2 separate regions of the Zea mays genome follow, and region 2 is linked to region 1. The links are chromatin contacts, called in public Hi-C maps. All regions are on one chromosome and are shown on one strand. The core of a region is the stretch at or near the end of the contact, and the rest is flanking DNA. Distances in the headings are between cores, read along the strand shown.

Region 1 (7,271 bases), core at 2,883-5,382:
GTCTGCTTCTATCTTCGGCAGGCCAACGCTTTTGGAGAGGGTTCTAACAATTTTGGCCTCGGTGCAATTCCGAAGGCATCTTAATTTCCCTTCGTTGACCCCACCAAATAGCATAGCCCCTGATTTATATCCGCAAGATATGGCATATTTTTTCAACTCTTCTTTTTCGGCGTCTGTTAACTCTTGTCCAAGCAAATCTTGAAAGTTAAAATCTCCTTCCTCCGAAATTTCATCAATCTGCTCTTTCCCCTTTTCAGTTGTCGTATTCACCGCAGCTACAACAGCTTCTTCTTCAGCCATTTTCAGAAGTATATTGTCAATAACCTCAAGTGTGGTTTCCAGGTTCGAATCTTCGGTGGTCCCGGCTTCGGCCCCGGTAGCTTCGGCTTCGCCGGTTTCAGCTTCAGTGGTTTCCACTCTGGTAGCTTCGGCTGCGGCGCCTTCGGCTTCAGCAGTCTCGGCAAAGACAATTTTTGACACCGTCGCCGGTGGCGGTGTCTGATGAATCACATCTGCGACTTGGATAATTCTTCGTTTTTTCGACTTTGCAGGACTTTCTGCTGCCGAAGCTTCTTTGTCCTTCTGAAAAAACTTCGTCAGTTCCGGCGCCAGCGGACTTAGCTTGACAGGCAAGGGTTCAGTCATTACCTTCAGAATCTCTTCTACTTCGGCAGCAGAAGGTGTCGCAGGAGTTTCCTCCTCTTGGACCAATGTTTTTGGTTCTGGAGATGCAGTTTTTCTTTTTCTTGAAGCAGCTATCTTCGGCTCAGGGCTCCGCTTTTCAGAAATTTCCTTTTTCTTTTTGGCCAATTCGGTGCTTTCTTCGTCAACGGCGCTGGCAATTCTTTTTCTCTTCGGGCCTCCGGCATCTCCGTCCAATCGCCCATAATCAGGATATTCAAAACCTATAGCATCAAGCACTCTGTTTAGCCTTCGCTTCGGCCGGGTGCCGAAGGCTGCTGTCATCAACTGATCCTCTTTTTTAGAGTAATTTCCAAGAATTTCAGTACTCATTATTTCGATTGTTTCGAGCCATTCTTCGCAGGATGCCTTAAAATATTTCTTGAACTTATAGTGGTAGGGTAGTCGGACAAGCTCCCCCTCTTTCTTCTCTCTTTCAAGCTTCGGCATAGCCCATTCTTTCATAGTTGGAAATATTTTGAAAGCCAGAAATTCTTGCACCAAATCTCTAGTGCCAATGTGCTCCGCAATAATCCTGAATTCAGCTAACGCGGTTTGGGTTGGACCTTCTGGTGTCATACTGCATCGGGGCCTGGTCTCTCCGAAGATCAGTTCAAGCGGACTCTGTACTAGCTTCTCCTTGTCATCGTCAACATTGACGTAGAACCATTCCGATTTCCAGCCTGCCGGCCACTTGCTTCGGTAGCTGATACAGGAAATTTTGTAGTCTTCCGATAGGCAAAATTGTAACAACCAAAATTTTCATGTAACCCATCCTTTCTGGCCTTAGTTTGGTAATGTAGCTCGTGTACCCAGCAGAAACCTTCGGCAAATGGCTCCACCCCCTGGCTTCGGAGAGCCCAAATATAAACACTAAGCCTAACAATAGCATTAGGAGTTAGTTGATGAAGATAGATTCCAAACTTCTTTAGCACATCGGCAATCATCCTATTCAAAGGAAATCTCAAACCAGCTTTGAGGAAACTCTTGAAAATCACTATCTCATCTTTCTGTGGCTTCGGGGTAGTTTCTTCCCCACCGAAGCGAATCAGCTTTTTCTCATCTTCGCTAAAGTAGCCCGACTTTACCATCTTCGGAAAATCAGCCTTGGAGATGGTTGACTTTCCGAAGTCCAGGTGGCTAGGCTTGCTCGGTACTGCGATACTATGATCACCTTCAGAATCAGTCTCTTCAATATCTGCTTGTTCTGCTTCAGCAGCAGGGTTGTCTTCCGATGTCACCAATCCAGATCGCTTCATTGCTTCCGAGATAGGAACAGTTTCCACAGCTTCGGCTTCGTCTCCTTCGCGCTCAACTCTAGCAGTAGAACGCACTCTGGCCATTTGATTTTGAATTTCTTGAAAATTTCTTGAAAATTAATAACCTTTCTTCCGAAGCTCTTCTGACGAAGCAGGCACCAAACTGGAGCTTCGTTTGAATGCGAAAGTCAAGCTTCGGCTATGATTAAAAATTTTGGCAGCAAAACAGTGCAATAGCAATGAATGATGTAGTAACTTCACACCTACCTGTCTGTTTATATAGTGCTGCAGGTAAGAAGGTGAATCCTCAGGATTTTTACACCAGGCAAACAGTTGCTCGCACCCACTGCATGGTGGGCCGCAAAAACCAAAATAGTGAACCTGCATGGTGGGACCGCTACGCGCTCGAAAACTGTATCGTTTCTCGACAACGAGCTCAGGGAAGGTGTTTTTCGGACCTTCGGCTTCCTGAAGCCTAAGAGACTTTTTTCACGGATCAAGCTCGTTACGAAAAACGATCTAGCACCGCGAAGGGGCTACTGTTGGGACCATGCTTCGTCGCCGAAGGTCCTGCAAAAAGAAACAGCTTCGGCTTCGGCTACTCGTACGTGACGCCGAAGGCACCATTCATGAAGCTTCGGTATTACAACATATCCGAAGATGAAGGGTCGAACCGACTTAAAGATAGAATGACCTTTTAGTCCATAAGGGTCTGAGTCATTGTTGTAAACTTTTATGAAGAGCATGATTATAATTCCTCACAGGCTGTGTCCTGTGCCTATAAATAGTGAACAGTATTCCTTTACTGTTCACGCATTCCTGTAATTGCAAACGCATCATTCGGAAATTATTGTTTGTCAAGGCAAAGGTATAAATGTACTTAACCGTTATATTCAAACATCTTAGATTCATATAATAATATATGTGAACAATATTTTAATGTTTTACATTGTACATTATTTTGTATTATCTTTGTAATTTTAATTACGAAGGTGAAACCTCCGTAGTATTCCGCTCATGGTCTTCGTCCGAAGTTCATTAAATCCTTGGGGAAATAATGCTTCAGCGGACGAAGGGCATTAATATTTAACATTTTATGTTGCCTTGTTCTTAATTCATAGCATTTGAGAGCAAGTCCCCAACAGCGGGTCTCCTCCTGAGCGGGGAGCGCAGGGCAAGGCCTGGACACGTGCCAGCACCGGACCCTTACTCATGCCGGGGTTCTCCCCGTCCCGGGGCCTTGCCGTGGTCCGGACCTTACTCGGAGAGACCTGGGGCCCATTCGAGGGATCTGACATGCCTTCTTGGGAATTCCGGACTGTACGCACAGGGGTCCGGTGTCCCTCTGTGGAGGTTCGGACCCAATGATGCACCCTGGGGTGTATTATCTTTCCTCGCCACGTGGTGCCCTTAGACTTGCCCATATGGTGGGGTCGGGTGCCGTTCTCCGTGTGGCCAGGAGACGTCGTACGTGTACAGCGTCTTCATACTGTAGAAGAGGATACCCCTGATTCAGGGTACCGACATCTCCCCTAACTTGAAATTAAAGGGAAAAAGAAAAAAACAAGCCTCCAACATCTCTCCTAAACCTTTTCCATTATTTCACAACCCCAATTTTTTTCTAATTTATAGCTACAAAGAGGGAATGTTTTGGTTCCCCCAAAAAATTTCTAGCCCGCATCCAACGTCTCCCATTGGCTCATCCAACCTTTTGTCCCACCTCCTTTTGCACCACCCACGCCGCACAACATGCATGCAATATGTTTTAGGTGTACTGTTGGAGGAAACAAAAAAAACACTTTCAATAAGCTTTAGGTTGCTCTCAAAACTACATTTTAGAGGTGATTTTATGGTAGTCTTTTGGAGATGCTCTTAGTGAGCTAGTTCTTACCACCACCGTATATCTATACCATTATATAATCTATCAATTTAAACTTTACAAAATATATCCAAATAAATCACTCCGCACCTATAACTTTCACTAGATCTACCAAACAAATTACACTCAGACTTAACACACTATTAAAAATAACGGTTCAGATCGCTAGATATCTCTATCCCTTAGTTACTCAAATATAATAAATTATATTATTTAGATCATTTTTTCATCTCACCCTCCCTACGACACCGTTGTCCTCTCCACGTCACTTGGCTGCCTCCGCTGTGAACTCCTCCACCCGCGCCATCACGCGAGGGCTTCCTTCCCGAAGAGCCCACTTTATACTGGGCCGGTCTCGGAGGCAATTGGTCTGCAAGAGGTCCTCCACGCAAATAATAATAGTAATGTTTTTTGATTCAAAAAGACAGTAGAGCCGTGACTGCACTGAACAACCATAAGAAGCAGTCGCCATTAGCCGACGTGGACGTGGACGTGGACGTAGGAACCGCGTGTGGCATGGCATCTCCCTTTGTGATCACTCAGCTTGCTTACGTCACGTCTCCTCTTCCAGCAAGCACTCGACGGTCGTCATCGGCTTTAGCGGGACGCCTAGCTGTCCGTTTTTTATTGGCATGACAACCGGAATTTTCAGTAGCTTAGTTTTCTATACTTGCCAAGATTGTATTTTTAGACTCATGTGCTACTAGAGGGAGCGCACAACAGCTGAACAGCATGCTTGTACTTGGCCAGAAGCACGCGCACTCGCGGCTCATCTGACAATTCTTAAAGCAGCTTTTTGTTCGCTTCCGCTTCCGATTAATGCCACGGTTCGACCTACCTGCAACTGTATGTTTAGTGTTTCGTTTGAACTGACTAGTAACGCGCATAGGAAGAAAATTTGTAATATAAATTATAACAATATTATGTCGTGTGGAAGATGTACATATACATCTTATACAATTGTAAAGTGTGTTATAAATCCAAAAGGTACAATTTAAAAATTGGGAAGGTCGTACATGCTAATTAAACGTACCTGTTGTGCCCGGAGTTGAAAATCCTAGGAATCAGCTATGTTGTTGCCAAGCATGAATGACCAACCTACAGAATCGATTAGAAATTAGGTTAATAAACTATTATCAAACTATACGAAAACAAATCTGTAAATGGAAAAATGTAGCATAGCTTGGCATCGCAATGTCGTTTGAGAGGTGTGTGTAGGGACAGGGGCGAGGCTTTTGATGTCGGCGCTCGCGATGTTGCAACTGCTTACAGCGTAGCATTCTATGCATCATACTAATCAAGCTCAGTTTCATGAATAGAATGCTTCTTTGTTCGCTCAACAAAATGTAAGGTCAAGCTCTGGACATGGATCCACCAGCTTCCAGCTCTCCGTTGCCATGGACTCCTAGATCCATTGCAGTATGGAAGTCGCCTTTGTTGACCGTCCGAACAGGCCCTTCCGCTGTTTCATGGAATCCAACATCCTGATCACTGTGCATACAACCAAGAGAAGTGGAGTACTTCAGTTAGCAACTGGAAGTAGCACAAACATTCAGTCGCCAACTTAAAACAGGGGCACACAATGCAAATATCACAGGCAACATGGATTAGACCAATTAGTAAAATGGGAGGAAATAGCATTCAAAGCACATGAAGCATTAGTTAACAGCCTGGCGGGACAGTTAAGATGTAAAAAATGTCGAAGTAAGTTGGCTTTAAGTTGTTGACATTGTAAGCGATATAGGTTGACTGTTCGAGAGTATTGAGAATTATAGGCAACAATAAGCAAGCTAACAATAGAATTATTGATGCATGCAAGCAAACCTTTGTTCAAATATCAAAATATTTGTTCACAGAACCATAACAATAAAATTGCAACATTTACAACAATTGTATTTGCTCTAAAATCACCAATTATTGGTATGAACAGATGAGTTCTTTTGAATCCGTTTGACAGCATAATATCCTTCCTAGATCCGTCATCAAGAATCTACCGGTATAAAGATTGGTAATGTCAGATGTGATACTAAAACGAAAAGGCATTCATATGGAGCATACAGGTACAATCACTCAAATAACTTACTGAAAGATTGTTCACCGGGTAACTTACTGAAAACGATTAATGTCATATAATACATCCCTCAACAAAAACAAAGAGGGGAAATTATTATCTACTTTGGTTGAAGAGCTGAGTATGAACACCCACTATTGTAGTCAAAATTGTTGATGTTGCTTCCACCATTCATGCAAATGTTCTGAATATGCATCACGTCTATTTTCGTTTACAAATTGTTCAACTGATAAAGACGCTGAGTTTAACAATTATGCCCCTTGTTTATGTATGGTGATCTCAAGTTACTTCACCATATCATTCATTGTTGGGCGCCTGGGGAGTCAACAGCAGACTCTTCCACACATTCATAGCCAACCGTATAAATCTTCGTACGACAATTAATTTAGCTAAATCCCATTTTTTGGATCGATTAGGCCCTTCAAGGTATAATATTATTCATCATATTGATTTGTTGTTGTCCTGATTGCCTTTATCCATGGTCTGGCTGGCAGTTATTAGTCATGGTAAAACAACTCCAAATCGTAAGCATGACTCTCCTCGAAGAGCTGTTGCGTCATGTAATATTCAGGACGCAAATAGCCCTAGCAACAATGCAAAAAGAGGATTCAACAAAAGTGTTTCTCGGGTGAACACAAATTACGCCATAGAATATCCAAAATACGTGTAGCACTTGAATTTTTTATTTTACGACTTACGTATTAAAAATATCAGTAAACATTATAAAGAGAAGAGTTCTCTAAATAAGGGAGGAGCCATATGAGAGGAAACCTCATGTACGGTTTGGAAAAGGATTTTTTTAAAACAAATTGAATGCTTGGCTATAATGGATGTTAGCTTAATATAATTGTCGGGTACCATAAATAGGGGTACCCCCAAGACTCCTAAACTCGGCTGGTAATCACCATCAGCGCAAGCCGCAGAGACTGATGGACACGATTCAGGTCAAGGCTCCGTCCACTCAAGGGACGCGATCTCGCCTCGCTCGAGCCCAGCCTCGGGCAGGAACAGTAGACCCAGGCGGATTCACGCCTCGCCCGAGGGCCTCCTCAAAGCAACGGGCGCACCCCCAACTCGCCCGAGGCCCAGCTCGGGCAGGCTTCGCGGTGAAGCAACCTTGGCCAGATCGCCTCGCCAACCGACCGTATCGCAGGAGCATTCAATGCAAGGATCGTCTGACACCTTATCCTGACGCACGTTCCTCAGTCGGCAGGGCCGAAGTGACCGCAGTCACTTCGCCCCTCCACTGACTTACCTGACAGGAAAACAGCGTCGCCTGCCCCGCTCCGACTGTTGTGCCACCTGCCAAGATGAGGCTGACAGCAGCTGAGTCCAGCCTCGGGCGCCACAGGAAGCCCCGCCTTGCCCGACCTTGGGCCTC
Region 2 (7,023 bases), core at 1,317-3,816, 330 kb after region 1:
CATGGCAGATCCTAATAGGGGGTTGGGTGTGTCGAAAGGAAACCACTCGAGTGGATCCCGTGCCTGGCCCCAGACTGATCTGTCGTAAATAGTCGGTCACATTAACCATGCCTGGCACCAAGCCACAGCGCGGGCGCCGGCTCGCTTCCTAGTCATGACCTATGAACCCCTCGGACCGCCTAGCACTCATGACCTACGAGCCCCCCAGATTGTGGTGCATTTATGATCTGTGTCCCTCAGCATGTGGCGCACTCATGACCTATCGGACTAAGCCTAAGTGTGCATACCACTGGTAGGGCGCAACGCGGCGAGCCGCGCTAAGCCCCGGGCTACAAAGGCCAGGAGTCGACATAGCCTAAACGATGGCCTGGGACCCATGCAGCCCTGTGTTGTCCACCACAATAAATACGAGACATCGAAGCGACCCTAGGGCCCACAAGAACGTGTGGCTTTACTCCAGGTAAGAATGTTTGGTTTTACCTTTGCCTTATGGCTCCTTCCTAAGAAAACCATTGTTGACCGACCTCTCTCTCGACCTATAAAAGGGAGGGATTGGTCCCCTAGCAAAGGGAGAGTTCACTTGGATTCGCACCCTAACTAGGACTCCACTCTATAGCTTCTAAGCTCCACTTCCACCCTAATGAAGAGACTTGGGAGCCTCTCCTCCCTCTCTCGCCCGCTTGTAACCCCTACTATGAGTTTTATCATCAATGGTGTCGGTAGAGCAATTCGTCGATGACTGGAAGTAGGGACGTTCTGCATGACCGGTATAAATCTTGCGCCCACCGTGCACACCCTACGGAGCCCGAAATGCGCACAGTAAATTTACTTGTCGGAGCGAGGTTCAAAACACCGATAGTTGGTGTGCCACGTAGGGGGCTTGCGCGTTCCGCAGCGAAGTTCTCCAAGCTCCGGATGACTAGAGACGACAGCAGTGCAGTCTGGACTCCTAGGACGACCATCCGTTTCAAGAGTCTGGACTTCGTCGTCAATAAAGAATAAGAAGAGATGACGAGGGCCTCAGAAGTTGTGTCTCCCTTGACGAGTGACCTGTCCGATGTAGCCAGAAGTCTCGGCGACCTCCCACTCGACCCCCTCAGGAGAAATGGGTCACAAAGCTCACTATGACCCACTCATTCCGAGATCGTGGGGGTACTAGACCCCGTCCGGGACTCGTTCCTAGACATACTCCTGTCGAGATCGGGGGATGTAATCACGTCCCCACCTAGCGAGGCAATCTGCAACCCTGACCAGGAATGCCTCGCAGCCAATACCACGGGAGATCATTTTTCCCATGCGGGAAGCTCAGATGGAGCCTCACCCAGCATCATGGTGCGCGCCACGACAGCTGAACCCGCTTCCCAAGGAACCGCCATCAGGCCCGAGCCTTTCGCGGAGCAGCCAATGCCCCGCAGCAAGAGGATAAGAAAGCCCACGGTGGAGAACGACACGACTACACCAAGTGGCGGGGTGACGGCACACCATGATGATAAACGTCTGTCGTCGTCTAGTCTATGGCAGGGGCACGGCGTTGTGTTTCCCTCGGGTGAGCCAAAACGTCGCGGCTATTGCGGTGCTTCTGGACAAGCGCCCCAAGGCATATACTCCAAACGAATGGAAAACCCACCAAGAGATTCAGGATCTTCTCGGCCTCGCTATGCAACTACAAGCCGAGAGCTCCATGTCTCAGCGTCGTGAACCAGAGACCAACCAGTACACCGCGTCTACGCCAACGGTGAACGATGCCATGTCATGGTGACCCCTCGATCTCGAAGAAAGAGCGGCACGTGTCCGACCTCGCCAGCCCCAAAACCCGGGTCAAAGCGCGCAGAGCGCGCATGGTCATAGGACTAGGGGGATGTGACAGATCGGGTGACTCTCGTCGGTACAAACAATGCCGCAGAGGCCGCTTTGACCCCGATGGGAACCGAAGCCTAAGCCTGCCACCACCGGGGCCTCGGGCCTTCAACCGCTGCATCCTTCGAGCACCAGTGACGCAACGGTATAGGGCGCCCACCAATATTGCAAAGTATTCGGAAGAATCAACTCCCAACCTTTGGTTGGGAGATTATCGACGGGCATGCCACACGGGAGGAGCGGATCTCGATGACTATAATCTGCAATCTGAGACATGGTTAGAAAACTTGAGACATGGTTGCATTTGGAATTGGGCCAACCTCGAGGAAATCTTCGTGGAAACCTTTCAGGGCATGTACGTTCACTCTAGCAACCTGTGGGACCTCAAGAACTACCGGCACAAATCCGATGAGACCTTAAGGGGCTACATTTGGTGTTTCTCGCGGCAATACAACGAGCTAACGAACCTTGCCGACATCGATGTTTTAGCGCGTTCATTTTGAAAACCACGAGCGAAACTCTAGTGCACAAGGTAGGCACAAGAGTCGGCGAACCACTAAGGAGCTCCTAGACACACGACGACCCACGCATCGAGAGAAGATGCGGTGGAAGCTATTTTCAATCATCGCAAGCAGAAGGGCAAGTGTGACAGAGGCCGACAGGGGCCTCAAAAGGCGGTCTGATGAAAGAAAGGTAGAGGCACGGCGAAGTGCTAGTGGCCACAGCGGGTCAGAAAGGAAAGAAACTGCGCTGACCGAAGAGGCCACCAACTAGAGGCCACCAACCATTTCTAGAAGACGCTCGCGAGGCCCTGTGTCCGAACCAGTTGCGGCAATTTAATGGAGGTGATGCTCTTAGGCAACCAAAGCAACAGCCTTTCGCTGCTTGATATTGCTACCACGTGTGACAACACCCCCCACCCCCAAAAAAAACGAAATCACTGACCAAAAGCAAGTAGGAAAATGTTTCTTCGAAAGCGTCCTGAAAAGGTAGACAAATATCTCAACATAGCCCACGATTAACACTTCGTCCGAATTCAAAAGCAATCTAGTGATATAAATCTAACAAGAACCAGGTCATGTCTTGACAGCTATAAGTGCCCAAAGTCAATACTCGAAACGGAAACGTTATGCTCCTCCCTCTACAATGGTATCAGCAGCGGTGTGTCCAAGGGAAACCCAAAACACGAGCAAAATCTCAGACTGGATCCTATAAGTTGTACCGACGCGCATGGGCAAAACATGCTGGGCCCCTTAGCATTTTCCAGCATCTTTGAGCAGCTAAATATTCTCAGGCGTCATTGGCATATGGGGACTCGTGCTGGGGCTGCTGTTCTGGGGATCTGCTATAGCTTCTTCTGGCATCAGGAGGTGGTGGCGGCGACCTGCTCACATCTCGAGCTCCCGGTGGTGACCTGCTGTTATTTCTGGGAGGTGGTGGCGGCGGCGATCTGCTCATTTCTCGGGCTTCCCGTGGTGAACTGCGGTTATTTTTGGCAGGTGGTGGTGGCGATCTGCTCATTTCTCGGGCTTCCCGTGGTGAACTGCTGTTATTTTTGGGAGGTGGTGGTGACGATCTGCTCATTTCTCGGGCTCCCCGTGGTGACATGCTGTTATTTCTAGGAGGCGGTGGTGGCAGTGGCGGCGACCTGCTGTAACTTCGCCTCCTAGGAGAACGATCTCGTGGGCTGTAGCTCCTGAAAACCCCAACATTTGTTTTCAGGATGAACGCAACATAATCCATTGAAAAGACTGCTAGTGAGGCAAAGACATTGATCTATATTTTATCTAGTCACTCAAAATGTTCCCCTCAAATATTAGGTTTGGATTCACAATGCTAATTAAGCTATAACAGGTGGGAGAGGACGATAAGAATGCAGCAGATCATATATTACCAATGCAAGATAAAGAACTACATACAGAAGTTAAAATGCATAGTTGAACTTTTGATTAAATAGTATCCCTCAAATCAGGAACACATCTAGTTATTTTGATATTAACTACAATAACATCTCTAGGTGTGACTTCTCGTCTTCATTCTTTTCAACATGCCATCTTAATTTTTGCTGCATGTATTTAAAGGGGTAAAACAGTGCATTTGAGACCATTACAGAGCAAAACTGCAAAAAGGGATAATGTGGCAATGGCTAGGCTCAAACACAAAGCTAGAGATGTCCAGAAAACCTTTGTTATTATCTGTATACAGTGCATTTGAGATCATTACTAATTTACTGGATACTTCATTGGTCATAAAAAATGTGTTATCTTTGAAATTTTGCTTCGTTCTCAAAAGTTTTGGGATTTCTAGGTGATGTTTCCCAACCCTTAATTAAAACTAATGGAATGCACATGATGGATTGGTCGATTGGTGTCATTAGCAAATTACCTTCTGCCATAGCTTGGGCTCCTTCGATGTCTTGGGCTCCGGCTGCGACTTCGGCTCCGGCTGCGATATCTAGGACTTCGGCTGCGACGCCTTCCACTACCCAGCCCTCCCGAACCAATCCGTAAGCGACATTCACGTGCAAAGTGGCCAACTTCACCACACTCATAGCACTTCATATCAGAACCATTACGGTCTCGGCCACGGCCACCACCATCTTTGGTTGACAGCTCAACCCTCCAACCATTCTTACCTATCAAGCACAAATCAACAAGATAAACATAAACATAAATTCACAAATTGCTGAAGTATATGTGATCACAGTAGCTAAAGTGCAAAACTTCGTTCAATTACTAGTACAAAATTTAAATTTCGTTATCAAGTAAGACCTGAACATATTAGCAGTTTGAAACAAACTCAATGGCTTTCTTGCAAAGGAATCCTTGTATTGAAGTATTGTGGTTGTATGCATTTTACAGGACAAGGACTTGAGTATCTGCTCTATTGTCAGTAAGATATTGTTTATTTGTAATTTTGTATACGTACACATTGACAATGTACAGCTGTGCCAACATATCCAACATTACTCTCTACCCCTTAAACCCACCAGTTAAAACTAAGCCAAGTACACCACATAAAACATCCCACGCACTCATGCCCCTGCTAAATACAACATCCAGCCTATAAACTCCAGACAAATCCCACTGTCAAATACCAACGTTCCAGATCGTTTCTTTTGTCTACTCAGTCTTAATGAAACGCATCTGACGCCCAACCTTTTTTGGATCATCCTCAACGCACGTGGTCTCACACACGCACGTCCCCCACGTCTCTCTTGTTGAAACGCATCGGACGGCCAGTCTTTAATGGATCATCTCAACGCACACACTCTCACGCAGAAACACACCCACACTCGCTCGTGTCTTCCTCCCCAACCCTGGCTCCGTCAACCCTTCTCTACGACGAGGCCGCCAACAACGACGGTTCTGCCGCCGCCAAATCCTCCACGGACGCGCTCGCACGCCTCGGCGCCTACCCACCCCGCCTAAACGCGCCTACACCACGGCGACCGCGGACAACAAGGCCAGCACAATGCCGTCGCCGCTAAATCCTCCACGGCTCACGTCTTCACTACGACACCCTGCTCGCCTAAGACGTCCCCGGGCATCGAATCCGCCTCCACCACCACCCTGTTTCCGCAATCTCCCTCAACATCGGCGATTTGGTTGGGTGTGCGGTGATTTGGTTCAAAGACTCTCCAATCTCCTCTCCTCGTGTTCCACCGCCCACGCCTTCGATGTGGCTGCGGCCAGGGGCCTAGGGCCATCGAGGAGGCGCACGCACTACTCCCCACCCTGGCACCGAACTAAGACGACGAGGACCTCAAGGAGTGCGCGTATGAGGCGGGCGAGAAGGTCATCGTGTCCCATCTCGGATGGGCCAAACTCGGAGGGCAGGGATGGCGACGGCAAGAGATGCAGTCACGGCTCGCCCGAGGCCAACCTCAGACGGGAGACACAGGTACACCTTGCCCGAGGCCAACCCCGGGCGGGAGACGCAGTCACGGCTCGCCCGAAACCAACCTCGGGAGGGAGATGCAGTCACGACTCGCCCGATGTCACCCCCGGGCGGGAGACATAGTCACGACTCGCCCGATGCCAAGTGGCCAACCTTGGGCGGGAGACGCAGTCACGACTCGGCCGAGGCCACCCCCGGGCGGAAGACGCACACGCCCGAGGCCAACCCCGGGCGGGAGAGGACGCAGTTATGGCTTGCCCGAGGCCACGCTCGGGTGGGAGACGCGGTCACGGCTCGCCTGAGGCCAACCCCGGGCGGGAGACGCAGTCAGGGCTCACCCGAGGCAAACCCCAAGCGGGAGACGCGTTCAGGGCTCGCCCGAGGCCACCCCCAGGCGGGAGACGCAGTCACACCTCGGTCGAGGACACCCCCGGGCGGGAGACGCGGTCACGGCTCGCCCGAAGCCAACCTCGGGCGGGAGGCGCAGGTACGTTTCGCCCGAGGCCAACCTCGGGCGGGAGACACAGTCACGACTCGCCCGAGGCCAACCTCGGGCGAGAGACGCAGTCACGACTCACCCAAGGCCAACCCCGGGCAGGAGACGCAGTCATGACTCACCCAAGGCCAACCCCGGGCGGGAGACGCAGTCACATCTTGTGGGCGTCGTTGCCCATGCTCGGTCCTCCCAGTGCGCGAGGGCGCAGCGGCGAACGCGCTCGCGCAGGCGTGGACTCCGCTTGCCGGCTGCTCCTTTGACCTCATGTTGCACGACCCGGTCGCCGGCTCGATGGCGTCGTTGCCCGTGCTCGGTCCTCCAGGTTGGCCTCGGGTGGATGGGTCGTGCACTGGTTTCCCGCCCGAGGTTGGCCTCGGGCGAGTCGTGACAGCATCTCCCGCCCGGGGTTGGCCTTAGGCGAGGCGTGACTGCATCTCCCGCCCGAGATTGGTCTCGGACAAGTCGTGACCATCTCCCACTCGGGGTTGGCCTCGGGCGAGCCGTGAATGCGTCTCCCGTCCGAGGTTGGCCTCGAGCGATTCATGACTGCCTCTCCCACCCGGGGTTGGCCTCGGACGAGCCGTGACTGTGTCTCCCGCCCTGGGTTGGCCTCGGGCGAGTCGTGACTGCATCTCCCACCTGAAGTTGGCCTCAGGCGAGTCATGATTGCGTCTCCCGCCCGGGTTGGCCTCAGGCGAGACGTGACTGCGTCTCCCACCCGGGGTTGGCCTCGGGCGAGCCGTGACTGCGTCTTCCGCCCGGGGTTGGCC

The links. Hi-C and Micro-C count contacts between places; a contact is called where the count stands out from the background.
Region 2: a contact with region 1 is called in a Hi-C map of ear, with 2.4 times the contacts expected there. The contact joins two enhancer-like sites. A contact is called at or near these places in 3 of 25 Hi-C or Micro-C datasets (ear, leaf and tassel).

Annotation. Positions count from the first base shown.
Region 1 is chr4:140,426,134-140,433,404 of Zm-B73-REFERENCE-NAM-5.0, forward strand. No RefSeq gene overlaps it. Among protein-coding and RNA genes, the nearest start is that of LOC103655549, 15 kb to the left of the region's middle. Within about 2 kb of position 4,133, at least 16 of the 20 cell types and tissues checked have an H3K27ac peak or open chromatin away from gene starts, as enhancers often do. A contact at or near this core is called in ear, leaf and tassel, where this site is marked.
Region 2 is chr4:140,755,150-140,762,172 of Zm-B73-REFERENCE-NAM-5.0, forward strand. It overlaps LOC100273521 (splicing factor, arginine/serine-rich 7), which reads right to left. Exons shown (of 5, transcript NM_001367444.1): 4 at 4,243-4,492; 5 at 2,827-3,553. The coding sequence ends at 3,148. Among protein-coding and RNA genes, the nearest start is that of LOC100273521, 7.5 kb to the right of the region's middle. Within about 2 kb of position 2,567, at least 16 of the 20 cell types and tissues checked have an H3K27ac peak or open chromatin away from gene starts, as enhancers often do. A contact at or near this core is called in ear, leaf and tassel, where this site is marked.